5 separate regions of the Mus musculus genome follow, and all the other regions are linked to region 1. The links are chromatin contacts, called in public HiChIP or PLAC-seq and promoter capture Hi-C maps. All regions are on one chromosome and are shown on one strand. Each heading gives the region's core, a stretch centred on a gene start, on an enhancer-like site or on the middle of the called end of the contact. The rest is flanking DNA. Distances are from core to core; before and after follow the strand shown.

What was found. Promoter capture Hi-C pulls out the DNA fragments that hold promoters and counts their contacts. HiChIP or PLAC-seq counts read pairs in DNA pulled down with a chosen protein or histone mark.
Region 2: a contact with region 1 is called in a promoter capture Hi-C map of liver, with 1.8 times the contacts expected there. The contact joins the enhancer-like site here to the promoter of Fzd5 in region 1. A contact is called at or near these places in 8 of 39 promoter capture datasets (the 3T3-L1 cell line, 3T3-L1-derived adipocytes, the C10 cell line and 3 more), 1 of 484 Hi-C or Micro-C datasets (embryonic stem cells), 3 of 115 datasets of contacts at active chromatin or transcription factors (bone marrow-derived macrophages, large pre-B cells and pancreatic cancer cells) and 1 of 9 other capture datasets (embryonic stem cells).
Region 3: a contact with region 1 is called in an H3K27ac HiChIP or PLAC-seq map of embryonic stem cells, with 2.9 times the contacts expected there. The contact joins the promoter of D630023F18Rik here to the promoter of Fzd5 in region 1. A contact is called at or near these places in 8 of 39 promoter capture datasets (the 3T3-L1 cell line, 3T3-L1-derived adipocytes, embryonic stem cells and 2 more), 7 of 484 Hi-C or Micro-C datasets (bone marrow-derived macrophages, embryonic stem cells, erythroblasts and 1 more), 4 of 115 datasets of contacts at active chromatin or transcription factors (embryonic stem cells and stem cell-derived neural progenitor cells) and 1 of 9 other capture datasets (adipose tissue).
Region 4: a promoter capture Hi-C map of embryonic stem cells shows a contact between it and region 1, with 6 times the contacts expected there. The contact joins the promoter of Cryga here to the promoter of Fzd5 in region 1. A contact is called at or near these places in 6 of 39 promoter capture datasets (the 3T3-L1 cell line, 3T3-L1-derived adipocytes, embryonic stem cells and 2 more), 7 of 484 Hi-C or Micro-C datasets (the G1E-ER4 cell line, embryonic stem cells, erythroblasts and 1 more), 6 of 115 datasets of contacts at active chromatin or transcription factors (embryonic stem cells and stem cell-derived neural progenitor cells) and 1 of 9 other capture datasets (adipose tissue).
Region 5: an H3K4me3 HiChIP or PLAC-seq map of embryonic stem cells shows a contact between it and region 1, with 30 read pairs. The contact joins the promoter of Crygd here to the promoter of Fzd5 in region 1. A contact is called at or near these places in 4 of 39 promoter capture datasets (3T3-L1-derived adipocytes, the HPC-7 cell line, embryonic stem cells and 1 more), 2 of 484 Hi-C or Micro-C datasets (Sertoli cells and embryonic fibroblasts), 7 of 115 datasets of contacts at active chromatin or transcription factors (all in embryonic stem cells) and 2 of 9 other capture datasets (embryonic stem cells and liver).

What each region holds. Positions count from the first base shown.
Region 1 is chr1:64,734,622-64,740,041 of GRCm38.p6, reverse strand. It overlaps Fzd5 (frizzled class receptor 5), which reads left to right and starts at 2,292. Exons shown (of 2, transcript NM_022721.3): 1 at 2,292-2,909; 2 at 3,189-5,420. The coding sequence starts at 3,442. The coding sequence ends at 5,199.
Region 2 is chr1:65,154,321-65,159,740 of GRCm38.p6, reverse strand. It overlaps Idh1 (isocitrate dehydrogenase 1 (NADP+), soluble), which reads left to right. Exons shown (of 9, transcript NM_010497.3): 9 at 186-1,125. The coding sequence ends at 276. Among named protein-coding and RNA genes, the nearest start is that of Idh1, 22 kb to the left of the region's middle. Within about 2 kb of position 3,165, at least 13 of the 459 cell types and tissues checked have an H3K27ac peak or open chromatin away from gene starts, as enhancers often do. A contact at or near this core is called in liver, where this site is marked.
Region 3 is chr1:65,119,872-65,125,291 of GRCm38.p6, reverse strand. It overlaps D630023F18Rik (RIKEN cDNA D630023F18 gene), which reads left to right and starts at 2,078. Exons shown (of 8, transcript NM_001285882.1): 1 at 2,078-2,239; 2 at 3,854-3,935. The coding sequence starts at 2,199.
Region 4 is chr1:65,100,455-65,105,874 of GRCm38.p6, reverse strand. It overlaps Cryga (crystallin, gamma A), which reads left to right and starts at 2,512. Exons shown (of 3, transcript NM_007774.3): 1 at 2,512-2,546; 2 at 2,652-2,894; 3 at 5,150-5,420. The coding sequence starts at 2,538. It overlaps D630023F18Rik (RIKEN cDNA D630023F18 gene), which reads left to right. Exons shown (of 8, transcript NM_001285882.1): 8 at 125-590. The coding sequence ends at 146.
Region 5 is chr1:65,060,718-65,066,137 of GRCm38.p6, reverse strand. Crygd (crystallin, gamma D) reads left to right here and starts at 2,698. Exons shown (of 3, transcript NM_007776.2): 1 at 2,698-2,744; 2 at 2,837-3,079; 3 at 3,956-4,300. The coding sequence starts at 2,736. The coding sequence ends at 4,228.

The DNA of each region.
Region 1 (5,420 bases), core at 1,043-3,542:
AGCCATGAAGGGTATAAGAGAGGAAGGACCAGCTCTCCTGGGATTGTACAGATGGTTGTGAGCCACTGTGTGGGTACTGGGAACTGAACCCAGGTCCTCTGAAAGAGCACACAATGCTCTTTAACTGCTGAGCTCCAGCCCCAATCAGCATATCTTAAAATAACCTTTAAGTAATATATGTGGGAAAGCAAAAACTAAAACAACACACACACAAAAAAAGATACACGTTTACTTTGTCACCTTTTTTGGATTTTGTTTTGAAACACAGACTGTCAGTGTAGCCCAGGTTGTCTTCAAACTCAGAATCTTCCTGCTGTCCCCCTATAGAGTGTTGGATTTAGAGGTCTGAGCCACCACACCCAGCCAACGTTCCCTTCCATTACTACTGTAACTACTTGGGATCTCTAAGCAAAAGTCAGATTTTTGTTGTTAAGGAAGGTTGACAGAGCAGTAAGACAGTAATGGTCTAGGCAGAACCAAGTGGAACAACCCAAGGTTCCTGGGTGAATTCCAGTGTGAGTAGTTTACATTCTCCAACTTCCAAATAATTTTTATTATTAGCCAACACTTGTCCATCGCAGCAACATACACAGCACATAAAGTGTAGCAGCCTCCCTTGGCATGTCGGCAGGCTGGACATACTTTCCACTACGGGTCCTTCCTTATCTGACTGGTGTGCTATAGTTTTTCACCCCTCCAATAATTCTTAGCCCGGGATGTTTCTAGACCCCGAGGGCCAAGCAGTTACTAAGAACTAAAGAGATTAAATTCTAGGGAGATAGAATAATAAAAGAGGTAGAATTCTAGGGAATGAAGCAATATACATTATAAACATTTAGCTGTGATGTCTGAGATTAAACACGGAGTTTCATTAGCCTCCACAACGCCTTGCTGATAAACTGAAGATGGCTTTTCAGCCCGTACAGACGGCACAGAAGACAATAACAACCCAACAGATCTCAGTCAGTGAGGCCAGTTCAGAGTCCTTCAAGTACTCCTATGCCCTCCCCTACTTCAAATCCCTCCCACTCCCCTCCCCCAGCGGAAGGAGGAGTGAAGGAGCAGTCTACAATTTAAAGCCTCTTCATAAGCGTGTGAACGAATTTCAAGCATGCTAAACACCTCGGTCTCCCAGCCTAATTAGAACTCGTAGAAGAGAGGCATTTGTGGGACATTTAAAACTTGGAGTATACTAACCCATCAGGAGAGCGCCACTGCGTGTCCCTGCGTTGACTGTGCGCAGCAGGTCTTTTCACGGTTCCCACTGCCCCAGTACGCCCCGGTTATCCGGTCTCAACCTCGCCAGAGTGCACAGCAGCCAACCCTGGGGGACCAAGCACCCTGAGCTGTACACTGCTCCAGTTCAAGAGTTTTTCTCTGTGGGCAAATTCGGATCTGCCAGGGATTATAAACCGCAACTGCTAAGGACTAACGTCTCTAGAGACTTCCAAAACTGGAAAGAAATTCATTCTCTTGTCACAAGGACAAGATTTTGTTATATATAAAAGGGCAAAGCCTGGGAAATATCGATATTTCTAAGGGAGGGGTGAGTGGTAAAGATTGTGAACTCTGCTGCCCAGCTTCTGGTTTGGGATTCCAGGTCAGAGCGCCTATTGTGTGCCAGGAGCTCGCACAGGGAGGGGCACAAGTTTGTCAACGTCTCTGCTGTCTTGTTAGCTCAGCTGTGTAGGTCAAGTTCTGAGGTGTTCTGGCCTCAGAATCCTACGGTATCCAGATCGCGTATCAAGGTGTAAACGATTAACTAACACGAGGTTGCTCATTAAGTACTAGCACGTCTGTCACCTAGCACAAGGCAGCTTAGAAAGAGGACAGGTGGCACAACCGAATTGACCTCTCATCCCTTTAAACAAGCGCCAGACCTCGATAAGGACACTCAGCTGGAGAGAGGTGGCCTGGTGGAGGCCCTGGAAGCCGGCGTTCAGAGAACAGAGCCCTCAGGAAAGTGAGCACCATCCTGGTGAACCACCGCAGAGAACTCCAGAAGGACTTGGGGCCAGGTTTCCCGCCCGGGTTCTCTGGGAGGACTCATTAGCATTGACCCCGCCCTCGTAACTTCCCGGTCCACTATTGGCCGACGCTCTTCCGCTGCCCGCTCCGGGCGGGGCCGCGGGGCGCTCGCGGAGAGGCCAGGACAGCGGGGCGGTGGGCGGGGACCCGGAGAGCGATTCGTGGGACGGCCCAGCTCGGGGCAGGGCGGGAGGGGGCGGGAGGGGCGGTCCCGGGGCGGGGCCTCCCGGCGGGCATTAGAGGCAGGTGACCCGGGCGGGGCGGGAGAGGGCAGTCAGCCTGCGGCCGCGACTTGTCCTCTGCCGTCGCGCACAGCTCGGAGCTCCCTGGAGGTGGGCGAAAGAGTGCGAGAGCGCGGGGGAGGAGCCGAGCGGGGCGCGTCCCGAGAGCGCCGCCACCGCCCCCCGGAGTCTGCTGGAGCGCGGAGCCCCCTGCAGGGGAGGCGGCGAGCGGCTGGCGGGACGCGGCGGCGGGTGCGGACTATGCAGTCCCCGCCCGACCAGCGCTGGCTGCTCGCTGTGCTGTGAGGTGGCGGGGTCCCCTCCGGCTGCCGCACCCCTCCGCGCAGTTCAAGTGCTGCCCGGCGCCCTTGCCCTTCGTCCCGGCCCCGGGACGCCGGTGGAAGGCACGGCCTGCCCCTGCCTTGCTCTGCCCGAATCATGCAGGGGGCCCCGAAGGAAGAGAAGGCGAGTGACCGGCCCGCGCCGCCCATGGTCGAGGGGCGCCCTGCTCTCTGAAACGCCCTCCACCTGCTGCCATGTGTCGCCGCCACAGGTACCTAGCTTGTCGTTAAACTTTCCCAGCTCTGGCCCGATTCGGAGTCGCGCGACTGAGGAGCCCGGCTGGTCGCAGACATCTGCCGCCCAGCAGGATCCTCCGAGGTGAGAGCCCGCGTCTTCCCAGTTCACCCGGTTCCTCTGCCCCCATCTCGGGGACTGAGCTCTCTGGCCCCAGGCACAGCCTGCAGGGCCGGGCCAGAAAAGAGAGGCGGGCGCGGGCAGTGGGGTGGAGGGGGTGGGGGCGTCTGAAGTTTGGTTCTAGGAGGAGGGGAGGAAAGGAGTTAATCTTGAGATTGGAGCTGGTTTGCGGAGACCAAGTGGTTGGCGCTCCTCTAAGAGGAGTGGTTGCGATTTTTCTTTTCCCCTACCTTCTCTTTTAAGAGTTCTGTCCTTGGAGTCGGAGCCCTAATCATCCCTCCAGCCCTATCTGGTGTGGAACTGAGTGCTGCCGGCGGAGGCAGCGCCTTCCAGAAACAGTTTATCTTTGGACGGATTTCTTTAAGAGAAAAAGAAACCAACAGGTTGCCAGCCCGGGCGTCACACTCAAGACTCCGGAGAGGGAAGCCCCGGCCGCAGATTCGTCGGCCAACGCAGACCCTCTCAGGCAGCGGGAGGCAAAGGGAAGAAGGAGACGATGGCTCGACCCGACCCGTCTGCGCCTCCCTCTCTTCTGCTGCTGTTGCTGGCGCAGCTGGTGGGCCGGGCAGCGGCCGCCTCCAAGGCCCCGGTGTGCCAGGAAATCACGGTGCCCATGTGCCGAGGCATCGGCTACAACCTGACGCACATGCCCAACCAGTTCAACCATGACACGCAGGACGAAGCAGGCCTGGAGGTGCACCAATTCTGGCCGCTTGTGGAGATCCACTGCTCACCGGACCTGCGCTTCTTCCTGTGCTCTATGTACACGCCCATCTGTTTGCCTGACTACCACAAGCCGCTACCACCGTGCCGTTCCGTGTGCGAGCGCGCCAAGGCCGGCTGCTCGCCGCTCATGCGCCAGTACGGCTTCGCCTGGCCCGAGCGCATGAGCTGCGACCGCCTCCCTGTGCTGGGCGGCGACGCCGAGGTTCTGTGTATGGATTATAACCGAAGCGAAGCCACCACCGCGTCCCCTAAGTCCTTCCCGGCCAAACCTACACTCCCAGGACCACCAGGGGCGCCATCTTCCGGGGGCGAGTGCCCCTCGGGAGGCCCATCCGTGTGCACGTGCCGCGAGCCCTTCGTGCCCATCCTGAAGGAGTCACACCCACTCTACAACAAGGTGCGCACCGGCCAAGTGCCCAACTGCGCGGTGCCCTGCTACCAGCCGTCCTTCAGCCCGGACGAGCGCACATTCGCCACCTTCTGGATTGGCCTGTGGTCTGTGCTGTGCTTCATCTCCACGTCCACCACCGTTGCCACCTTCCTCATTGACATGGAACGATTCCGCTACCCTGAGCGCCCCATCATCTTCTTGTCTGCGTGCTACCTGTGTGTGTCACTGGGATTCTTGGTGCGCCTGGTAGTGGGCCATGCCAGCGTCGCTTGCAGCCGTGAGCACAGCCACATTCACTATGAGACTACCGGCCCTGCGCTGTGCACGGTTGTCTTCCTCTTAGTCTATTTCTTTGGCATGGCCAGCTCCATCTGGTGGGTCATCCTGTCGCTCACCTGGTTCTTGGCGGCTGGCATGAAGTGGGGCAATGAAGCCATCGCAGGTTATGCACAGTACTTCCACCTTGCTGCCTGGCTCATCCCCAGTGTCAAGTCCATTACGGCGCTGGCACTGAGCTCGGTGGACGGGGACCCAGTGGCTGGCATCTGCTATGTGGGCAACCAAAACCTGAACTCACTACGAGGCTTTGTCTTGGGCCCACTGGTGCTGTACCTGTTGGTGGGCACGCTCTTCCTTCTGGCAGGCTTCGTGTCACTCTTCCGCATCCGGAGCGTCATCAAGCAGGGTGGCACTAAGACGGACAAGCTAGAGAAGCTCATGATCCGCATCGGCATCTTCACCCTGCTCTACACGGTGCCAGCCAGCATCGTGGTGGCCTGCTACCTGTATGAGCAGCACTACCGGGAGAGCTGGGAGGCAGCCCTCACCTGCGCGTGTCCGGGACCGGACGCTGGCCAGCCACGCGCCAAACCCGAGTACTGGGTGCTCATGCTCAAGTACTTCATGTGCCTGGTGGTGGGCATCACGTCGGGAGTCTGGATCTGGTCCGGCAAGACTCTGGAGTCTTGGCGGCGGTTCACCAGCCGCTGCTGCTGCAGCTCTCGGCGGGGCCACAAGAGCGGTGGCGCTATGGCCGCAGGAGACTATGCGGAGGCCAGCGCCGCGCTCACCGGCAGGACCGGGCCGCCTGGCCCCACCGCCGCATACCACAAGCAAGTGTCCCTGTCGCACGTATAGGAAGGCCTGGAGGCCGAGGCCCAGGGACAGTGCTGGAAGTTGAAGGGGGCAGTTGTTTCGCTTGGTAGCTTTGTGAAGGTCACTTCCGTTTACCTTCTTGGTGCTGATGCCCCCTCCCAGAGTGGCTTGGAGAGGAAAAGGGGGCGGTTTCAAGAGATTACCTGTCCCCAGTCTTCTACAGGGGGCTCGGCTCGCAGGGCAGTGGGTTAAGTGTATTCTAG
Region 2 (5,420 bases), core at 1,916-4,415, 420 kb before region 1:
CCCACTGCAGGCTACCCTGAGCACAGGCAGCACCAGGAACCTCAGTCATGGCCCACAGATTTGTAGCTTTTTAACATTAATGAGTTCTCTTCTAGAAGTGTGAGTAGCATTACTGTGATTTGTTTTTAATTACCTCCTGCCTTGTCAGAGAAAAAACTAAATTTCTTTCTTTTTTCTCCCACCAGTGTACAACGTTCTGACTACTTGAATACATTTGAGTTTATGGACAAACTTGGAGAAAACTTGAAGGCCAAATTAGCTCAGGCCAAACTTTAAGGTCAAACCTGGGCTTAGAATGAGTCTTTGCGGTAACTAGGTCCACAGGTTTACGTATTTTTTTTTTTTTTTTAGTAACACTCAAGATTAAAAACAAAAATCATTTTGTAATTTGTTTAGAAGACAAAGTTGAACTTTTATATATGTTTACAGTCTTTTTTCTTTTTCATACAGTTATTGCCACCTTAATGAATGTGGTGGGGAAATTTTTTTAATTGTATTTTATTGTGTAGTAGCAGTGTAGGAATTATGTTAGTACCTGTTCACAATTAACTGTCATGTTTTCTCATGCTCTAATGTAAATGACCAAAATCAGAAGTGCTCCAAGGGTGAACAATAGCTACAGTATGGTTCCCCATAAGGGGAAAAGAGAAACTCACTTCCCCTGTTGTCCATGAGTGTGAACACTGGGGCCTTTGTACGCAAATGTTGTACTGTGTGTGGGAGAGCTATACAGTAAGCTCACATAAGACTGGAACAGATAGGATGTGTGTAGCTAAAATGCATGGCAGACGTGTTTATAAAGAGCATGTATGTGTCCAATATACTAGTTATATTTTAAGACCACTGGAGAATTCCAAGTCTAGAATAAATGCAGACTGGAGGATTCTGCTCTTTGATTTCTCTTCTCCTGTGACCCAGCCTAAGTATTATCCTACCCCAAGCAGTACATTTCACCCATGGGCAATAATGGGAGCTGTACCGTTTGGATTTCTGCTGACCTGCTGCATTTCTTTTATATAAATGTGACTTTTTTTTCCCAGAAGTTGATATTAAACACTATTCCAGTCTAGTCCTTCTAAACTGTTAATTTTAATTAAAATGAAGTACTAATGACTCTTCTTTGAAGTGTTTATTATGTGTTTTTATTTAAAAAGTGTTTTTCATTTCTTTTCCTATTACTGTAATAAGATACCTAGATAGAAGCATTTTAAAGGAGAAAGGGTTAGTTTTGGCAACAGTTCAAGGTACACTCCCAGTGTAGCTGGGAGGTCAGGGTAGCAGGAGCTTGAAGCAGCTGGTCCTGAAGTAGAGAACAAGGAATGCATGCTAGTGCTCAGCCTAGAAACCAAGATGGCGCTTCCCCTAGCCCTTAACAGAAATCAGAGAATCCCTAGTGTATATACTTAGAGGCCATATCCCAGGTGATTCTGGGCTCTGTCAAGTTGAAAAGTAACACAGACACAGACACTAGATTATATCCTAGCCATGGGAATTTGATTTGAAAATATTTTTTCTCTTAAGAAGTCTACTGTGAGACAGCTGTGGTGCGTATCTGTGATCTCAGCACTTGGGAGGCAGAGGCAGGCAGATCTCTGAGTTCCAAGCCAGCCTGGTCTACAGAGGGAGTTCCAGGATGCCCAAGGCTACACAGAAAAACCCTGTCTCCAAAAACACCAAAACAAACAAAAACGTTTGCTGAGGAGTGAGGTACATGAATTAACAGACAGTGAGGGGAATCTGCTCTGGAAGCACAGAGTAGTGCTGCAAGATCCTGCTTCCAGTGTAAGGAAAAAGGACAGACCTAAGGGCCTAATAAACTATCAGCAGACACTGCATAAACTAAAGAATGTAGGCATTGCCCTGTAAGTTAATAAGGAGACAGTGAAGATTTCTAAGAAGGGAAAGACATGATATGTTTTCAGTCTTAAAAACAGCACTCTTGGGGCTGGAGAGATGGCTCAGTGGTTAAGAGCACTAACTGCTCTTCCAAAGGTCCTGAGTTCAAATCCCAGCAACCACATGGTGGCTCACAACCATCTGTAACAAGATCTGACACCCTCTTCTGGAGTGTCTGAAGACAGTTACAGTGTACTTACATATAATAAATAAATAAATCTTAAAAAAAAAAACAGCACTCTTATAAATGATGTTTGGTGAAGGGGGGAAAGGATAGCAGACACTGGTGAGGGAGGAAGACTGCTTAGGAGGCAACTGTTAACACATTAATTGAAAAACGTTGAAGATCCAACTGGCAGGTGCACTCAAGAAAATGGGATAGAATTCTGAGATCCTAGAAGGGGTGGATGGGGCTGGAGACACAGTTCAGTTAGTAAAGTGTTTGCAAGAAGACATGAAGTCAATCCCCAAATACACAGAAAGAAAGAAGAAAGAAAGAAAGAAAAAGAAAGAAAGAAAGAAAGAAAGAAAGAAAGAAAGAAAGAAAGAAAGAAAGAGAGAGGAAGAAAGAGAGAGGAAGAAAGAGAAGAAAGAAAGAGAAAAAAAGAAAGGAAGAAAAGGAAGGAAGGAAGGAAGGAAGGAAGGAAGGAAGGGGAAAGGAAAGGAAAAAGAAAGAAAGAGGGGGAGGGAGGAGAGAGAGATGGATGCTGCATAAGGAATACCAATCATCCAAGGCTGACCTCTGGCTTACCCATGCACACGTGTATATGCCCATACATGTATGCATAAACACAAGTTGAGTAGGTTTCTCTATAAGCAAGAGATGTGGGTGGTGAGGGAGCAGTAGGAAGCCTTCCTGGCTTCTTTCTCAAAACTAAGAGAAGGCTCTTCTCATCCCAGCACCTTCAGTGGAGGAGGCTCTGCGAATTTGGACTCTCCTACCTCAAAAGTCCATTAGAACCAGTGACACGGTTCACCCAATAAAAGCACCTGCCACCAAGCTTGACAACTTCAGATTGCCTTCTGGTACCTAAATGTTGGAAGGAGAGATGCTGACAGTTGTCCCCTGACTCTAACACATGCATGACCCTCCACCACTAACCCTCCAAATAAAAGGGGGGAATTTAAAAATGTAGAACAAAAAAGTCAATGCGTGGAGTGGCTGTCTCTCATTTTCTGGCCTGCCCTCCTGGCAAGCTTGAGCTCAGGCTGTAGACACTGCCTATACGTGAGGCCTTCCAGAATCCAAGCAGGCAGTGATGCAGTATGCACATCTGAACTAGTTTCTCCGTGCTACCCACATGGTAACTCCAATCTAAACCTACAGTCACGGACCAGCTCTCTTGCCAAGAAAACCTCACAAAGCAGAGGAGGCCCATGCGGCATGGGCACTTCATCCCAGACAGCACAAGTTACAGACAACCATCTGACCGATTCTCAAGTGGGAGAAGGTTCTAGTGTCCATCAGTTTCCCCAGATGACCCTAGGGCAATGGGGGGAAAAGCATATTGTTTCTAGCTGAAACTATTAGGAGAGCCAGGCACACTTGGGAGGCAGAGGCGGGCTGATCTGTAAGTTCAAGGCCAGCCGATTCTGCAAAGTGAGCTACAGGATAGCCAGAGTTACAGAGAAACCCTGTCTCGAAAACAAAAGAAAAACAAAACAAAACAAAACAAAAGCCTATTAGGAAAACAGGACAAAAGCAATACATATTTTAATCTTCTATATAAAAATGTAAGGCATTTTTACCAAAGATCATAAAACTCCTAACTTGCACTTGAAGCTGACCTCAAACTCACTACCCTGGCTCATTTTCTCAGAGATCACAGGCAGGGATCATCATATCCGCTCTCGAATGTTTTCTAATTAAGGTGGTTCTTTCTAAGGTCAAGGCCAGCGTGGTCTCAGACTGGTGAGATCCAGGACAGCCAGAGCTACACCTGTCTTGAAAAAAAACAAACTAAAAAGTTCTAGACTTAAATTTTACATTCAAAAAATAAGTGTCATCTTGGGTGACGGTATGTGTCCATGGTCTCAGCTACTTGGAAATCTGAAGATTAGAGGATGACTTGAGAGCCAAAGTTTAAGATCAGCCTCAGCAACATAACAAGACTGACTCTTAACATAAGAGTTGTCAACAAGTTTATATTCACCTTGCCTTATCTATGCTTACTAACTTCTGTTTGGACTTTTGACTGTTAATACTTTGATAATTATTACAACAGCCATTTCACCCTTTATTGGCAAGGTCATAATTTATGAAGCTTTGTGTTTAGGGAAGGACTTGGGGAGTAGAGTATTTACCTACTGCCACTGACCCTCCTCCGTTTAATGATGAGCTCTGCATAAAGTCAGACATAGTGGTATAGGCCTGGAGCTGAAGGCAGAGCATCAGAAGTTTAAGGTTATCCTCCAATACAGAGCAAGGTCAAGGCTAGGTACTATGTGAGAATCTGTTACAAACAAACAAACAAAAGGATGAATCCCATTTCTACTATCTTTTGTTTCATAGACTCTTCATGGTAGGTGGTAGCTATCACTACTAATATGTTGTAAGGAAGGACATGAAGGCAGTGGAAGGAGCTTTGCTTGAGACTACAGAATATGTCAATGGCCATTGGCAAAGGGACTTCAGGAGTCCTGACTCAGCAAAGCCTTGTCTCTCTCCACCTGTTTGTTTCAGGTTTGGAAGCTTAGGAGGAAGAAACAGTGTGGAACAGAACAATGGCTTTGGACTGGGTGATCTCTTCACCCCTCCTGCTCTCAAAGATTCTGGGAGTCACTCAAATGAGTGCCACTACATTGCCCAAGCCCAGCATCTGGCCAAGAGCCAGTTAATGTCTAAAACAACTATCAGATTAGCTGCTGACTAATGTGTCCACAGGCTAATGGTTGATTTTGTAACCACAGGAGGGTCAGGACTACTGACCTGGAAAATGACTCCTCAGCAAAATGTTGGCAGCAGCAGGATTCAGGGGCATAGGAGAATTCCAAAGTTGGGAATCCTTACATTTCACAAATACTCCTTCCTAGGAGAGTTTTAAATGGAAACATTCAAGTTTTAGTCTTTTTTTTAAAATGATTATTATTTATGTATGTGAATACACTGTAGCTGTCTTCAGACATCAGAAGAGGGCATCAGATCCCATTACAGATGGCTGTGAGACACCATGTGGCTGCTGGGAATTGAACTCAGGACCTCTGGAAGAGCAGTCAGTGCTCTTAACCTCTGAGCCATCTCTCCAGCCCCAAGTTTTAGTCTTTACAACTAGAATCACAACTCTCTGTACTCTTAATATATACATTCTGTTTAATATTAGATTCTCCATAATGAAGGCTCTACCTCTTCCTGCTAATCTGGAGATGAGCTCAAAACCCAATATAACAACCGCAACCACAACAACAACAACCACAACCACAACAACAAAACAGCAATGAAGGCTTGGAGCACTTGTGGCAACACTGACAAAAGTGTTCTAGTGTTTATTGATTATTATAAGCAATCTCACCCATGGTCCCTTATT
Region 3 (5,420 bases), core at 829-3,328, 390 kb before region 1:
AACAAGGGAGATATAAAAACAAGGGAGATATAAACAAGAAGAAACAGGACTGAATAAACGTGTGCAGAAGGATCCTGTAGCAGCGTCGTTCTTCCTGGCCTGTTGAGCGCGCGCAAGACATGCATGTGTTTGCACTGTGTGTGTGCATGTGTATGCATTTGTGTGTGTGTGCATGTGTGTGCATTTGTGTGTATGTATGTATATATATATGTGTGTGTGTGTGTGAGTGTGTATATGTATGTGTGAGAGTGAGTGTATGTGTATGTAATATATATATATGTGTGTGTGTGTGTGTTATGTGTGAGAAAGTATATGTATGTGTGTGTGCATTTGTGTGTGTATGTATGTATATATATGTGTGTGTGTGTGTGCGTGTGTGTGAGTGTGTATATGTATGTGTGAGAGTGAGTGTATGTATGTGTAGTGTATATATATGTGTGTGTATATGTGTGTGAGAGTATATGTATGTGTGTGTGCATGTGTGTGAGTTTGTGTATGTATGTATGTATATGTGTGTGTGAGTGTGTATGTGTATGTGTGAGAGTGAGTGTATGTATGTGTGTATATATGTGTATGTGTGTGAGAATATATGTGCATGTGTGTGTGTTTGTGTATGTATGTATATATGTGTGTGAGAGTGAATATATGTATGTTTACATGTGTGTATATATGTGTATATGTGTGTGTGAAGAGTATATGTATTTATGTGTGTGTGCATATGTGTGTGTTTGTGAGAATATGTGTGTGTGAGTGTGTGTGTGTGTGTGTGTGTGTGTGTGTGTGTGTGTGTACAGGTGTAATCTTTACTAAGACAGCTACGGAACTATCACAAGTAGGAAAGAGACAGACTGAGAGTGATTTAAAACCAAAGCAAAACTGGTTCCCATGAGTGTAGAATGATCAATGCTTGGTCATTCTGAATTTGATGGCAGAGATACACAGCCTGGAGACCACAGCAAGAGTGGCAGTTAGCGTCTGAGCTGTCTGCTGGTAGACTTCCTTCTTGCTAGGAAAATGTCAACTCTTGTTCATTCAAGGCTTTCAACAAGTTAGGTAAGGCTACTCAAATCATGGAGGGACATATACTTTCCTTTAATGTATAGTTTAAAACGTAATGTTTACATGTTTATTTCATTTAAATGTTTCATCTCATCCAAAAAACAATTTTATAAAAACATCAGAATATCATTTGCCCAAATATTAATAATAGTAATTCAGCTACGATGATTCATCAAACTAGCCATCACAAAGTGCTCCAAATCTTTCTAAATTAATATAAATGATGCTGACAGATTTAGTTTATAGTCATATTTGTTGCTGAGTTCCTTCATTTATTAGTAACAATTTGTGTGTGCCATTTCAGACACATTTCAGCCTTTGATCCCATAACCTTGCCTTTGATTTCCAGTTCAAAATAAAGGATGGCACTGAAGGAAGACATTTGCCCCTATTGTGTGAACTGTCAAATGACCTCCCAGCTATGGGGATATGGATTAGTTCCATCATGAGCTGTTACTCTGTCGTGAACACACTGGGAGTCACCAAGTTGACCCCCACACAGGACACTTCCAATGCGTTCAGATCACAAGTCAACATGTTAGGGTGGTTCTGCCCAAAGAGCCTTGCCAATTGCTTCAGGAACCATCTCTGTTTTACAAGGTTGAGAACTGTGAGGCTGCACACACACTGAGTGTCAGAAAAACTTGAAAGAGGGCAAGTGAGACAGCTCAGCAGGTCAAACTACTTAAACTCAGACCTCAGGACCTGCGTTCTATCCCTGGATCCCACATGATATCCCTTGACCCTTGCCCTCTGACACTTGTCCTTCGACAGCCACACATGTGCCATGGTTCATGCACACCTACACTCATATGCACAGGCAAAAATAAGTTAGTTACTAAGCTTATTTTTTAATTAAAACTCGAAAGGAATGATATCTCAGATGGGCACAAGGTTCAGGGCTAGCCTCCAGATCACTTTCTGCCTAGAACTTGCTGGGTAAGAGGTCTGAATTCTGGATGGTCTTGGATCCCTTCCACAGCCTCAAACTCCATGACTGGTATTTGTAGCAACAGCATCCCTAATCCACATCCCCTCTGATTTGCTGCTGTAGTTTCTGGGCTTGCAGAAACTGCTCTTCCTAAAGGCTATCGGTGGATGTCAAGCTGCAGATACCTGCTCAGCCACAGCCTTCCGTCATGGAAAGGAGGCTTGTGAAGCAGGAGGTGAAAAGGCTGCTGTGAGTATTGCCGAGAATAACTTTCGTTTCTGAGCCTTGCGTTTGGAATGCTCTCACGGATGGTTCTTAGATTGGCAGGTGGACAGAAAGCTAAGGGGGGGGGGGTATCATCTCTCTGCTCTGCTTGGGGGGGGTATCTCTCTGCTCTGCTTGGGGGGGTATCTCTCTGCTCTGCTTGGGGGGGGGGCAGATGCTTTAGTCTCTGTCTCCTGCCACACAGGCACATGTGGTACAGGGCAGGATGCAGAATCTCTTGGCAAGATGCTTCTGCAGGAGAATGCATGTGCAAGACACCTCTTACAGCCTAGGGGGACAGGATACACCGCTGAAATGGGCAGCACTTACTGGCAAAAGGTATAAATCCCTAAATGTGCCTTAGGGCCCAGTATCTGACGCTTTTATTGCCAAGCTTAGCAAACAAATGATCCCTCTCTGTTGTTTTCTTGACTTCTGAACTTTCTTGACTAATAAAAAAAAAAAGATGAAGTTTCCCATACATTTTTTCCATCCCATTCAGTTTTCCTTTAACTGGATACTTTTCAAATGTTGATGAAAAAAATCACAGATCATACAACAGGAAGTCTTATTTTATTCTGTATACATTGTTGGCACAACATGAATATGTTTTTCATCAAAGATCTTATCATAGATACCATCGAATGTCCTTTGCCTATGAAAGTGAATGCTTTTACTAAATCTATAAGAAATTCTAGAATAAACACGTACAGAATTCATTCATGTTTATGCATGTGTGTTTGGATGCTAAGATAACAACAATAACAAAAAACAAACAGTAGTTTAAAAGGCAACACCAAAAAACACTAAGAATGCCAATTCTGACAAGTATGGTTGTGATGCCTTTAATCCTAGTCCTTGGGGGGGGGGGTGCAAAGGTTTGTGGATCTCTATGAATTGATGCTGATCTGGTCTACAGAATTCTGGAATAGCCATGACTCATAGAGACCCTATCTCAAAAAAAAAAAAAAAAAAAAAAAAAAAAAGAATGAATGGATAACATGTAAATAAGTGAGTAAGTAAGTAAATAAATGAATAAATGAGTGAATAAATATTTTCTTGCTGCACATGCTATCTTCTGTGTGTGTATGTTAGTGACTAATGCTAGTGTGTTCTGTGGGAAATTTTACAAAAAAATGTACGCTTTATTGTCATGGCCTGTTCTTAGAGTACAAATACCCGTAAGAGATGTGACTGCTTCTATCTCCTGAGTGTTTGGATTAAAGGTGTGCACCACCATGCCTGGCAGGAAATCTTTTATTTTATGCAATGGCTTTTAGCCCTCCTCTTGCAAAAATCTTTTCTGTATGTTGGCATTTTGAATCCTTCCTTTTTTTTTAAACTGTAAATTATTCTAACAATGTGTCTAATTTTAAGATAAATGTGATTTAAGTTCATTGTGATTAGATATTTTAAACCTGCAGCCTTTGGAGATCACTATGTAAGCCAAATTTGGATGTTAATAGCAACTAGGCCATGAGTGACTTCTGTTGCATTTTTGTCTTGGGGGTGTGCAGGGGCAGCAGGAAGAAAGCCTCTTTCTGAGGATGGAACCCTATGTCGCCCCCAAGAGTTTAATGCTGCTCTCTTGCTTTTCAGGGGAGAGTATATCGGAATCAGACTTCGGGAAAATGAATTTGATCCTAAAGGAAGAGGCCAACTCACCTTTCTAGATGATATGGTAAACCAAGTCACGCTGGTGCGATTCCCATTGCATTCTGTATGTAATAAGGGGAGAGGATAGGTATCAAATGTATATGTAACTGACATACACACACAAACACACAGACACACAGACACACAGACACACACACACATGCGTGAGCGCGTGCACATGCATGCATGCATACACACACCCTGTCCCCTTCCTAATGCTTTTCTCATCCTGTGGTTGTCTCTATGATCATCTTCACCCACTAAATAGGACACGAAATGAGAATGAGAAAATAAGCATAGTCAAGAAAAGATTTTAAAACCAACGACTGCAAGATAAAAAATTAATTCAAAATGGTAAGCCCTTGACAAAATTAGCAATAGTGTAGTTCTCAACTCTAAGCACTTACCATCATTGGCATTAGTGGAGAAGGCTAAGTGATACACGATCCTAGAATCCATTGTGTTATTCATACTAAGCCCTGGCTCATGTGAAGTTCTGCTAGCTCGTCACACAGAAAATAGAAAAGAACCCACAAAAAGATATAACCCAAAAAAAGTCAGTGAATTCAGTTTACACCCTGCCCATGTGTTATCCTCCTGCTAGGAGGGATGTGTCTCTTTTCCTCAGTTTCCCTCTGAGTAACGCCAAGTTTGTAGCTAAGCCTGCCTCTCTGTGTGCCCACATCACGAAGAGGCATCAAACAGATCATTACTGGACTTCTCAAACTTTAATGAGGTATTGTTACAGCGCCATTTCTATTCTGGAGGTCAAGGCTGGCTTTGTATTTCTAGTGAGCACGACCAGTGTGACTAACCCAGGCATCAAACTCCAGATGAGGTTTCAACAGAATGACCAGGGTCCAAAACCCTTATTTATTATTTAGGCTGGCATTTATTCTCTGGAGAATGTCATTACATGATTGAGGAATTCTTAGAACCTTAAACGAACCCAGATCTACCTTTGTTTGCCCAGATGAGGGGTGGAAAGAAAATGTTACAAATAAGTGGTAAGCATATTTACTAAGTAAAAAGTTACAAACAACCAAGGAAAAGGTCATCACTGTAGTAAGAATCAACATGCAAATTGACTCTCAGTTTTGTACCAGGTGTGACAGCAATGGAGCTGTCAGTCACCTCTGTCTGACAGCTCCATTGCTCCTCCTATGTCCTCTAACAATAAACAGGATTAAAAAATTGTTCTCTGAGCCGGGCGTGGTGGTGAACACCTTTAATCCCAGCACTCGGGAGGCTGAGGCAGGCGGATTTCTGAGTTCGAGGCCAGCCTGGGCTACAGAGTGAGTTCCAGGACAGCCAGGGCTATTCAGAGAAACCCTGTCTCAAAAAACAAAAACAACAACAACAAAAAAATTTGTTCTCTGTAGCTTTCTTTCCTCATTTTCTCCTTTTGCTCTTTTAAAACTTAAGGAGACCGAGACCCAAGAAAATACTGGAAATTCTAGGGGGCCACATTCCCCAATTTCCTGTTGAGGGTTCCTACTACTCTGGACTA
Region 4 (5,420 bases), core at 1,263-3,762, 370 kb before region 1:
CTACACGAGTCTAATCCCTCTCTGTTGGTGTCTGATATTTGACCTTAACTCCAATAGAAAGCTGGTGTATGTGTCTGTGTTATACAGATGTGCTTGGTACCAAAGCCATCCTTTCATTCTGCAGGTCACTTAGAAACGTGGACTAGTGCTGTGGACGTGTAAGAGCTTCTAGGAGCAGCCAGGATGCCTCGCCTTAAAGCTACAGCTGTCACCAGCACCCACTTCTTCTTCAGTGAGCTCTTAATGCAAACTGCATTGACTATCATGTTTGCCACTGAGCCGTCTTCTTTTGGAAGCATATTGCACACCTGCATTTTGACAAAAAGGAGAAATGTGTCTATCCTCTGCTATTTCATTCTGTGTCTGGAAGACTACTGGAGCATCCAGAGGGGGTTCACTATTTCTGGGTGGGTCCAGACAATCTGACTTTGATACACATCTTAGAAAATGTGTATCATTAAATATAGCATAGAATTCTGGAGAAGGAGGTGGTTTTCCAAAAGTTTTTAACCCCAAATAAAACCAATTTCTCATTAGCATAACTTTCAGAGAAAATGTAAACTCATTCCACTTCAATAAAGTTTGAAAAGAGAACTGGATGTCAGCTCTTTCTGGGTAGAACGCGATGACCAATGGGGAAAGAAAATATGCTGCTCTTTCCTGGCCTTTGCCAAGTGCCAACAGGCACATGGCTCAACCAGTTAGCAAAACAACTTCATCAGGTTAATGTCAGAACACATCACACTGTCTCCTCTTTCTTAACAACTGGGCCAACCATCTTTCTGCGCGATGCTCTTGGTGCCACATGCAAACTCAGGGGAGTTTGTTGACCTCTTCTGAAAATATGAGGTACTCCCACGTGGGGTGGTGGCTGGGGAGATCAATGTGGGCCTTTCTGCCTGGGGCTTAATCACAGTTGAACTTGAAGTTCACCAGGACACTTGGAACACTAGGATGGAGGCAAAAGAGGACATCAGTGGCCTGTAGCCCTTTCCAATGCTCCAGCCACTGAGGACTTGGCTCAGTCTGCTTCTGCGACGCTTCTCTATGGTCTGCTTCTGCGCAGCCTCGCTATGGTCTGCTTCTGCGCAGCCTCGCTATGGTCTGCTTCTGCGCAGCCTCGCTAACTATGAGAAGACGATTCTTGCTCTCCATCCTTTCACGGTCTGTCCATGCCCTGTAAGTGATGCCTAAGGATTTTCATGCAGCTATTGTGCCTGCATTGCTAACTCTAGTTGGGTGTCCTCATGGACATGGCTTCACTACCTAAAATATGCACAGAATGGGATGACAGCAGACATTCCAAGGCTGGACCATCCTCCATGCCTGCAATTGAGAAGCACATCAAGTCAGTTATGACTGCCATCCTGGCTCAGGGAAGCCGACAGTTTGGTGAGGGGGAAAACAGACAAGTCAGAGCACTGGTTTTATGAACAAAAGGTAATTCTGGAAGAAGCGGGGTGGCAGGAAGAACGGCTGTCTTCTCCTAAACAGTGTGCCTCAGATTCTTCAGAGAGCTTTTCATTTTAGACCAAGAAGAAGTGTTTCACTTTATCATCATCCCAAGCATATATATTATATTTATTGATTTTACTATTTTCATCCACTGAATTTGGTGTGTGTGTGTATGTGTGTGTGTGTGTGTGTGTGTGTGTGTAAAATTAAAAAATTTTTAAATCAAAAGAAAGAAATAAAATGAAGACCTACGGGGCTGGTGAGATGGCTCAGTGGTTAAGAGCGCCGACTGCTCTTCTGAAGGTCCCGAGTTCAAATCCCAGCAACCGCATGGTGGCTCACAACCATCCATAACGAAATCTGATGCCCTCTTCTGGAGTATCTGAGGACAGCTACAGTGTACTTATAAATAAATAAATAAATCTCTAAAACAAACAAACAAACACCATTTTTTAAAAAATGAAGAAAAAAAAATGAAGACCTACATATACACTTACCACTCACTGATGACCATGGCTGACATTTTAGTCTATACACAGGTCTAATCTTTTTATCTTAAACACGTGAAAGTTTTAAAAACATCAAACCCATATTCTACAGATAAAGACACACAAGTGTTTTTCAATTAGAGAAATGTATTGGTTTTTCTGCTGCTACCTCTTGGCTCCTGAGAGTGCCTCTGGAACTCGTGCTTCTCATGAGCTCCCACAAATGGAGGCCCCACCCTCCACCTCAGCAGTTTCTATAGGCAAACACTGCAAAATGCTGGGTGCATAATGCATTTCGAGCGCGCTGCATAGGGTGAGAAGCGCGCCCTTTGTCTCCAAGGTCATAATGGCTCTGCTGACTTGAATTCCTTTCACTGAGATAGTGAGGACAACTCGAAAATGCCAGAGAGAACGAGAGCCCCCTACCCCATGATCCCAAATGACAAAGCGCGAGGACACAGAAATCCCCTTACACATCCCCCCAGGCCCCTTTTGTGTGGTTCTTGCCAACACAGCAGCCATCCTGCTGTATATATATCAGCTGCCACTCCTGTCCCCATCATACTCAACACTGACCATTTGCTGTCAACAACGATGGGAAAGGTGAGCCAAAGGAGAACCCTCCCCGAGTCTGTTGAGTGCCCCCTCTGGGTGGGGGATGCGCCTTCGAGTTGACCATGTGATGTTACACCGTTTCTTCCTTTACAGATCACCTTCTACGAGGACCGCGGCTTCCAGGGCCGCTGCTATGAGTGCAGCAGCGACTGCCCCAACCTGCAGACCTACTTCAGCCGCTGCAACTCCATCCGTGTGGACAGTGGCTGCTGGATGCTCTATGAGCGCCCCAACTACCAGGGCTACCAGTACTTCCTGCGTCGCGGGGACTACCCTGACTACCAGCAGTGGATGGGTTTCAGCGACTCCATCCGCTCCTGCCGTTCCATTCCATACGTGAGTATTGCTTCAGCCTGGCTGATGTGAGAGAACACTAGGTCTTCCTGATGGTCAGTTTGTTCCAGTTCGTGTTCTAATGCCCTAAGCAAGGCTAGGAACGCGTGACAAGTGCTCACAGTTATATCAAGACCCGACTCTTAAGGCTAAATAGAATATAAGCAATATATTATTTCTTACTTAAGGGCATTAGTGTTTTAGGACATAAGAAACCACAGCATGACCTTTAAAATTAATCTTGGCCGAATAAATACATACCCTTCAGCCATAAAAGAAGGAAATCCTATCATTTGTGATGACATGGATGAACCTGGAGGGCACTGTGCTAAAAGAAAGGAGTCAAGTATGTAGTGATAAAGGCCACAAGTTCTCATTTTTATGGGGGATCTACAGCAGCAGGTTTATGGCAAGAAGATCAGGCTCGTTGATTTAGCTCAGCAGTAGTGTGCTTGTCTAGCAGGCATGCAGCCTTGAGTTCTGTTATCAGCACCAGGCATAAAAATATAGAGGCTAGGGCGGCAACGCAGAGGACCAGAGGCTTGGAGTGACAGTCAGAAAAAGAAAAATTGCTGCTGGAGAGAACTATGATCTAGACATCTACTGTATAGCACAGTGATGACTGTTCATGTTATGTATTAGAGTTATTAAAAATTGCTGAAAGGTGAGGCTGGAAGATGGCTCAGTGGTTAAGTGCACTGCCTACCCTTCTAGAGGACCTGGGTCTGTTTCCCAGTGCCCACAAGTGGCTCACAACTGTGCGTGACTCCAGTCCTAAGGAATGCCATGCTTTCTTTTGGTCTCCATGAGCTCCAAGCACAACTCACGTAGTGCACTTACAAACATGCAGGTAAATATTCATAGCCATGAAATTAAAAGAAATATATCTTAAACACACAATAAAAATGCTGAGTGGATTCTATGTATTCTCAGCACAAAAATAATAATTATGTGGGGCAAATGTGTATTAATTAGCTAGATTTAAGCATAGTGCTTACTTTAAAACACCATACTATGCCTAATAAATACACACAAAATATCTGTCAAATTTAGAATACATTTGAAAATTCAATTAATTAAGCTTGGTTAGAGCTAGTGTATTCTGATTGTTTTGGTGGTGAGTTTTTCTTACTATACACTCTCACACTCACCTAAAGCCTAGAACAATGGGTGTCAGCTCATGTGGTTTTGTATTTTTTATGAATCATTATTGACTAGTCTCTCATGAAACAGGTGATTAGAGTTTCATGAGATATGATCTACATCACCAGTCTGAAGGGCAGGGGGTAAGAAAAAGAAAACGAAAAAAAAGAAAAAGAAAAAGAAATGTATGTGGACTCAAAATAAATCCGAATCATTGCATGTCATGCATACAAAAGACAGCGTCAAAATAAGCTTGGTAGGCCCTCCTTAGATTTGGGAACAAAACACCCATGGAAGGAGTTACAGAGACGGAGTTTGGAGCTGAGATGAAAGGATGGACCATGTAGAGACTGCCATAGCCAGGGATCCACCCCATAATCAGCATCCAAACGCTGACACCATTGCATACACTAGCAAGATTTTATTGAAAGGACGCAGATGTAGCTGTCTCTTGTGAGACTATGCCGGGGCCCAGCAAACACAGAAGTGGATGCTCACAGTCAGCTAATGGATGGATCATAGGGCTCCCAATGGAGGAGCTAGAGAAAGTAGCCAAGGAGCTAAAGGGATCTGCAACCCTATAGGTGGAACAACATTATGAGCTAACCAGTACCCCGGAGCTCTTGACTCTAGCTGCATATATATCAAAAGATGGCCTAGTCGGCCATCACTGGAAAGAGAGGCCCATTGGACTTGCAAACTTTATATGCCCCAGTACAGGGGAATACCAGGGCCAAAAAGGGGGAGTGGGTGGGCAGGGGAGTGGGGGTGGGTGGATATGGGGGACTTTTGGTATAGCATTGGAAATGTAAATGAGTTAAATACCTAATAAAAAATGGAAAAAAAAAATAAGCTTGGTAGGATTTGGTTACACGGGCAGTAAGTGCTTTCACTCCCTGCCTTTCCGTGTTCGTTTCCTTCACAAGAGTTCACTGGTCAGGTCAACTTTATGTTAGTGCATCTCCTAATTTGTTACAACAACAGCACACGGAGTAGGCTTAGGGAAGACGAACACTTGACAGATTCGCCCGAAAGCTGTGTTTTGGGACGGGGCAAGCAGGCTGCGACACCGTGTGTAAATCATTGTTTTTCCTCTTCTGTCTTCCTAACAACAGACCAGCTCTCACAGGATAAGGCTTTATGAGAGAGATGACTACCGGGGCCTTGTGTCTGAGCTCATGGACGACTGTTCCTGCATCCACGATCGCTTCCGCCTCCATGAGATCTACTCCATGCACGTGCTGGAGGGCTGCTGGGTCCTCTATGAGATGCCCAACTACCGAGGCCGCCAATACCTGCTCAGGCCTGGAGACTACAGGCGCTACCACGACTGGGGCGCCATGGATGCCAAGGTCGGCTCTCTGAGACGGGTCATGGATTTGTACT
Region 5 (5,420 bases), core at 1,449-3,948, 330 kb before region 1:
TGATACTTTCTCAAGTTTCTATACTTTTTCAATTTGTCAAAGCAGATGGGTTTAAGACAGGATCTCTCTATGCAGCTCTGGCTGGCCTGCAACTCAAACTCACAGAAATCTGCTTGCCTCTGTCTTCCAGGTACTGAAAACCAAAGACACACGCCTCCAATCCAGCTGAGTTTGAAAGCTCTAGTTTGGAATTGAAAGTTGGTGACTCCAGGTGCCAAGCAGATGACATCAATATATGAGGAAAAATGTGTTTAAAAAAAAAAAAAAAACAGTAGGAAATGATTGTGGATACATATAAAAATAAAACTATAAAAACATTGAATGAGTAAAAACTTTGCAAATATATAGAATTATTAAAAGTATGGACTGATCCAGAACATCACAACGCCCATCTAATGCCTCACCAAAGTCCATCTGCGTCTGCCATCTTCATGGTACCAGTCTTCACTTCCAGGCTAACGTGGAAACTGGGGAGGCTCCCATTCCACAGACTCCATAGTAATCCTTCTCTCCTCAAGAGAACACCTTAGCACCATGGCGCTTGGGAAAATAAGATTAGAAAACCCCAAAAGACGATGGACAGCACATTTTCTCTCCGTTCCAGTGGAACAAGACTCTCTGATTCATCAAACATGTCGAGCACTCAGAAATCAAAAAAAACGATTTTCACATACTTCATTTTGCATGTACTTCATTTACACTAACTACACAGGTTACTGACAGTGTGTATAGCAAAACCCTAGCCTGAGCTATTCTCTTCTTGTATCACTTTTTAAAATTTTACTTCAATAACTAGGGGCTGACCACAGGTCACTTTCTGGATGAGACATTTATCAAGGCAAGGGTGTACTCCTCTCCTGTTTCCCTTTCAGTGACAGCCCCAGTCCTCCCAGACGGCTTGGAAAGAGTTCTGCGTTTTAAGGATCTCATACCTGGCACACACTCACCTCACATACTACGTTTAACATGTGGGCATTGAGTCTAACATGACCTTGTTGTTAATGGAACTTTCTGCCAGCATTTAAACAGAGCCACACTTTGACCCAACCAATAGTTTTTCTGCTCTATAGGAAGTCTGGGGCATTGCCCTGGTTGGTTCAGCCTGGGGCTGATACAAAGCCATCACAATGATCCCCTTGTTTGGACAGATGTGTTCAAATATAATTCATGTCAACAAAGGCAGTGGATTCCCCTGATATACACACATATCCCCTTGTGGTATTTTCCTCCTGAGCCGTCCAGTCAGACTTTCTGTTGTCTGATAGTTGTCTCATATTTTACAGTTTTGGCCAGTCAATGCTCCCCCCCACCCCAGAACCCTAGACTCAGAAACAACTCTGACAAACTTAACATTGCTCTCAATATGTATTTCATCATTGGAAATGCTCTAATTATAATGACTATCTGCATGAGACATCCTGTCTGCCTATCCTCCACTTCCATAAGGGAATCTGTAACATGTGTCTACATGTGATCAGAAAGCCAGAAACCAGAAAATAACCCTTGAGATCATCGTATTGCATATAGTTGCAGTTTCAAGTTTGTTAAGTCCCCACTTAGAAAAATAGACGGGGTGCAAGGCACGGCAAGGTCCTTCCGTGTGGTAACGGAACTGTGAATAATTCTTTGAACATGAAAGAAGCTAGACTTGACAGACATCTTCCACTCTGGTGCTCTTTCCAGCCCATCGAACTTTTCCAAGCCAATAAATCCACCCTGAAGTCTTTCTAGATGGCGGCTTCTGGGCATTTATCCCTTCCTCTCCGGCTGCACTGCAGCCATGATCCTCTAGTCCGTTACCTCGGAGTGAAACGCTGTCTTCGCCTGTCCTCCACAGAACGAAAGTGTCCGCCAGATCCCACCCGACCCTGCACCTTGGAAGTTAGTTTTCTTTTATCTAAGAAGGTGGATCTAAGGCGTGATGGGGTTTGTGTGTGTGTCTTTGGTGGGTCAGGTTTTCTCACTTCCTCAGACTTTCTCTTTTAGTTCTGTGATTAAACATCTTGAAACTATTTTCCCTTTCAAATGCCAAACCATGCATTGCCAAAAAGAGATGGCCTACTTTGCCTCCTCCTTCCAAACAAAGTCACAAACAATACTGAAGACTGTGTTGGCCCTTTTGGAATTTTGGTTTGGTTTAGTTTTTCGTTGTGAAAGTGTGAAATTCTCTGATCTCCCTTGGTAAAAGTAATCCCATTCGCTACAATCGTTAATTCTAAAAGGACTTGATCTCCCATGGACTTGAAATTTTCACCATTCAGTTGAGTCTATTTCTTTCCTATTAATCCATGCTCAGGGTTGGGGAAGTAGTTCAGTGGATCTTACAGACGGCTTACATTTACCACATTAAGACGTTGTCTGTTCCCCAATTACACGTTTTTGTTTTGTCCAACTATACAAAGAAGAATGTGGTCTATCGATGAAATGGCTGAAGCCCTGCTTCTATTATTAAATAAACAATGTGCCAAATTACTTTTTTTTTTTTCAAACAATCTCATTAGCATCAGCTAGTGATCACAACCTGAATACTCCAGAGTGAATAGAACCAAAGCCCACAATGAATCCCGTGGGCTATGACAGCAAAGAGAAAAGAGGAGAACATGAACGTGCCCTGCCCCCACGCGGGCCTCTTTTGTGCCGTTCCTGCCAACGCAGCAGACCTCCTGCTATATAGACCCTGCTCCCAGCCCCACACACTCAACAGCACCATCCCATCCGACCTGCCAACACCAGCCATGGGGAAGGTGAGCCCAGGGCATCCTCATTTTGGGAAGGGACCTGCCCTGGGGGCCAGGCCACATCAGGCCTCTGAGCCCTGCCTTGCCTTGCCTTACAGATCACCTTCTATGAGGACCGCGGCTTCCAGGGCCGCCACTATGAGTGCAGCACCGACCACTCCAACCTGCAGCCCTACTTCAGCCGCTGCAACTCTGTGCGCGTGGACAGTGGCTGCTGGATGCTCTATGAGCAGCCCAACTTCACGGGCTGCCAGTACTTCCTGCGTCGCGGGGACTACCCTGACTACCAGCAGTGGATGGGTTTCAGTGACTCTGTCCGCTCCTGCCGCCTCATCCCCCACGTGAGTCCAGATTCTCAAGACTGAGGCACTGAAGACCCTGACTGCAGTTGCCAGTATAAGGTTAAATGTTGAAAGCAGAGCTGAGCCTGCTTGTAAAGAAAAACCCATAGCTAGAATTAATTAGGTCAATAGTTCCCACAACATCCAAAAAGCAAGGTGTTACCCAGTTACAACTATTCTATTGGCCCCTACGTATTTGTGGCATAAGAACGCATTGGCAGCAAGCGGGCTGTATGAAATCTGAGTCCTGTCATGCAATCATTTAGGATGGAAAAATAGAATGGTGGCTACTGAACACAAGAGTAATTATGCTTAAAGTCCCCCTCCTCCTTTTTGTCCTCTACGTGCATATCTGGGGGTTCCTCCATCTAATTCGGTCGAAGTCCTTTCGACAGAGCAACACAGATGTTTTACAGCTGAAAAATGGCTCTTGTGCTTACTGATTTTATCTCTCCATTTTTCCCTCATTATATTTATAAATTATTAACTGAGCAGTCATTGTTGTCTGAGACCTAAAATATTGAATATTTTAATACATTTTAATATAAAAACATTTTCCCCAATCAGCAAACCAAGTAGTAAGAAGCTGTTGACAGTCATGATTTCTCTCTGGTGTTTGCTTTACAGTATGCTGCACAGGAGGTGGTTTGGGCCCTGCAGTTTCTGAACACACTCATAGTTCCTTCTCCAATTCATTTCCTCATACTTCCTGATCTTAGAAAAGCCTGGAATCTGCCCTCATAGTGACGAGTTTATAAGAAGTCTGAGTTAATTAATGCATTTTTTATCTAGTTCAAATGGCTTGATGCAGCTGAGGCCATCCTAACGCATTAGAATCGCTTCACCGTTGCTTTTTACTGTTTCTGGGCCTGCCAGGCCGGCTCTCACAGGATCAGACTGTACGAGAGGGAAGAGTACAGAGGCCAGATGATAGAGTTCACGGAGGACTGCCCCTCTCTCCAGGACCGATTCCACTTCAATGAGATCTACTCCCTCAATGTGCTAGAGGGCTGCTGGGTCCTCTACGACATGACCAACTACCGGGGAAGGCAGTACTTGCTCAGACCCGGGGAGTACAGGCGCTACCACGACTGGGGCGCCATGAATGCCAGGGTGGGCTCTCTGAGGAGAGTCATGGATTTCTACTGAATTGGTTTTTTTACTCTACCCTTTCTCCATTTGGACGCTAATAAAATATTTTCTGTGTGTTCCTGGCACTTATTTGCTTCTGTTTTTTTCTTTTGTCTTATCTCCTGTTTGCTTATGTTTATTGGTTCAAAACAGGGTCTCACTATTTAGCCCATGATAGCCTCAAATTTGTGATCCTTGTGTGTGTGTGTGTGTACATGTGTGCATGTAAATGTGCGTGTGAAGTGTGAGCATGTGTGTGTGATGTGTGTGATGTATGTGCATGTGTGTGCAATGTGTGTGCATGTAAGTATGTGATATGTGTGCATGTGCTGTGATGTATGTATATGCATATATGTGCATGCATGTGAATGTGTGATGTATATGCATGTATGTGATATGTGTGCATGTGCATACATTGCAATGTGTGTGCATGTGCATGTGTGTGCATGTGTGCACACATGTGTGTGATGTGTTTTACATGTGTACAACTCATGCATACAGAGGGTGGAGGTTAACCTGGTTGTTACTTGGTTCCCTTTGAAACAGGCCATTGCTGGCCTGGGCTTCAATGCATAGGTCAGAATGACTAGACAGAGAGGCCCAGAGAGATTCCTCCCTCTGATACCCTGATGCTTGAATTGCAGTCAGCAGCCATCATGCCAGGGTTTTCACATAGGTTCTGAGCATCCAACTCAGTCCTCATGATTGCACAGCAAGTACTGTATGGACTGAGCCATCGCTCTAGTTCAAATGTAAGATGCCTTTCAACCTCACTGTCGAAATTACAGATGTGCACCACCCTGCCCTGCTCACTGTTTTACTTAAATGTAAAATAATTTTTATTTTACACACACACAGACACACACACACACTCACACACAATGCAAGTGGCAACCAAACTGATGATTCATGAGTAAAAAAGAAAATTCTCACAATAGAAATATACCATCATATAAAGAGAACTTAGTCATTTATAAAGCATCTTTATGGGCTGGAAAGCTACCTCAGAGGTAAAGAGCACTTTTACAGAGGATCCAAGTCAAATTCCCAGCACCAATATGGTGACTAACCATATTGTAACTCCAGTTCCAGAGGATGCAACACCCTCTTCCGGCACAAGCAGGCATATGTTACATGAACATTTATGCAGGCAAAACACTCACGCAAAATAGCACTTTAAAAAAAAAAGGGAAATAACCTTCATACCACT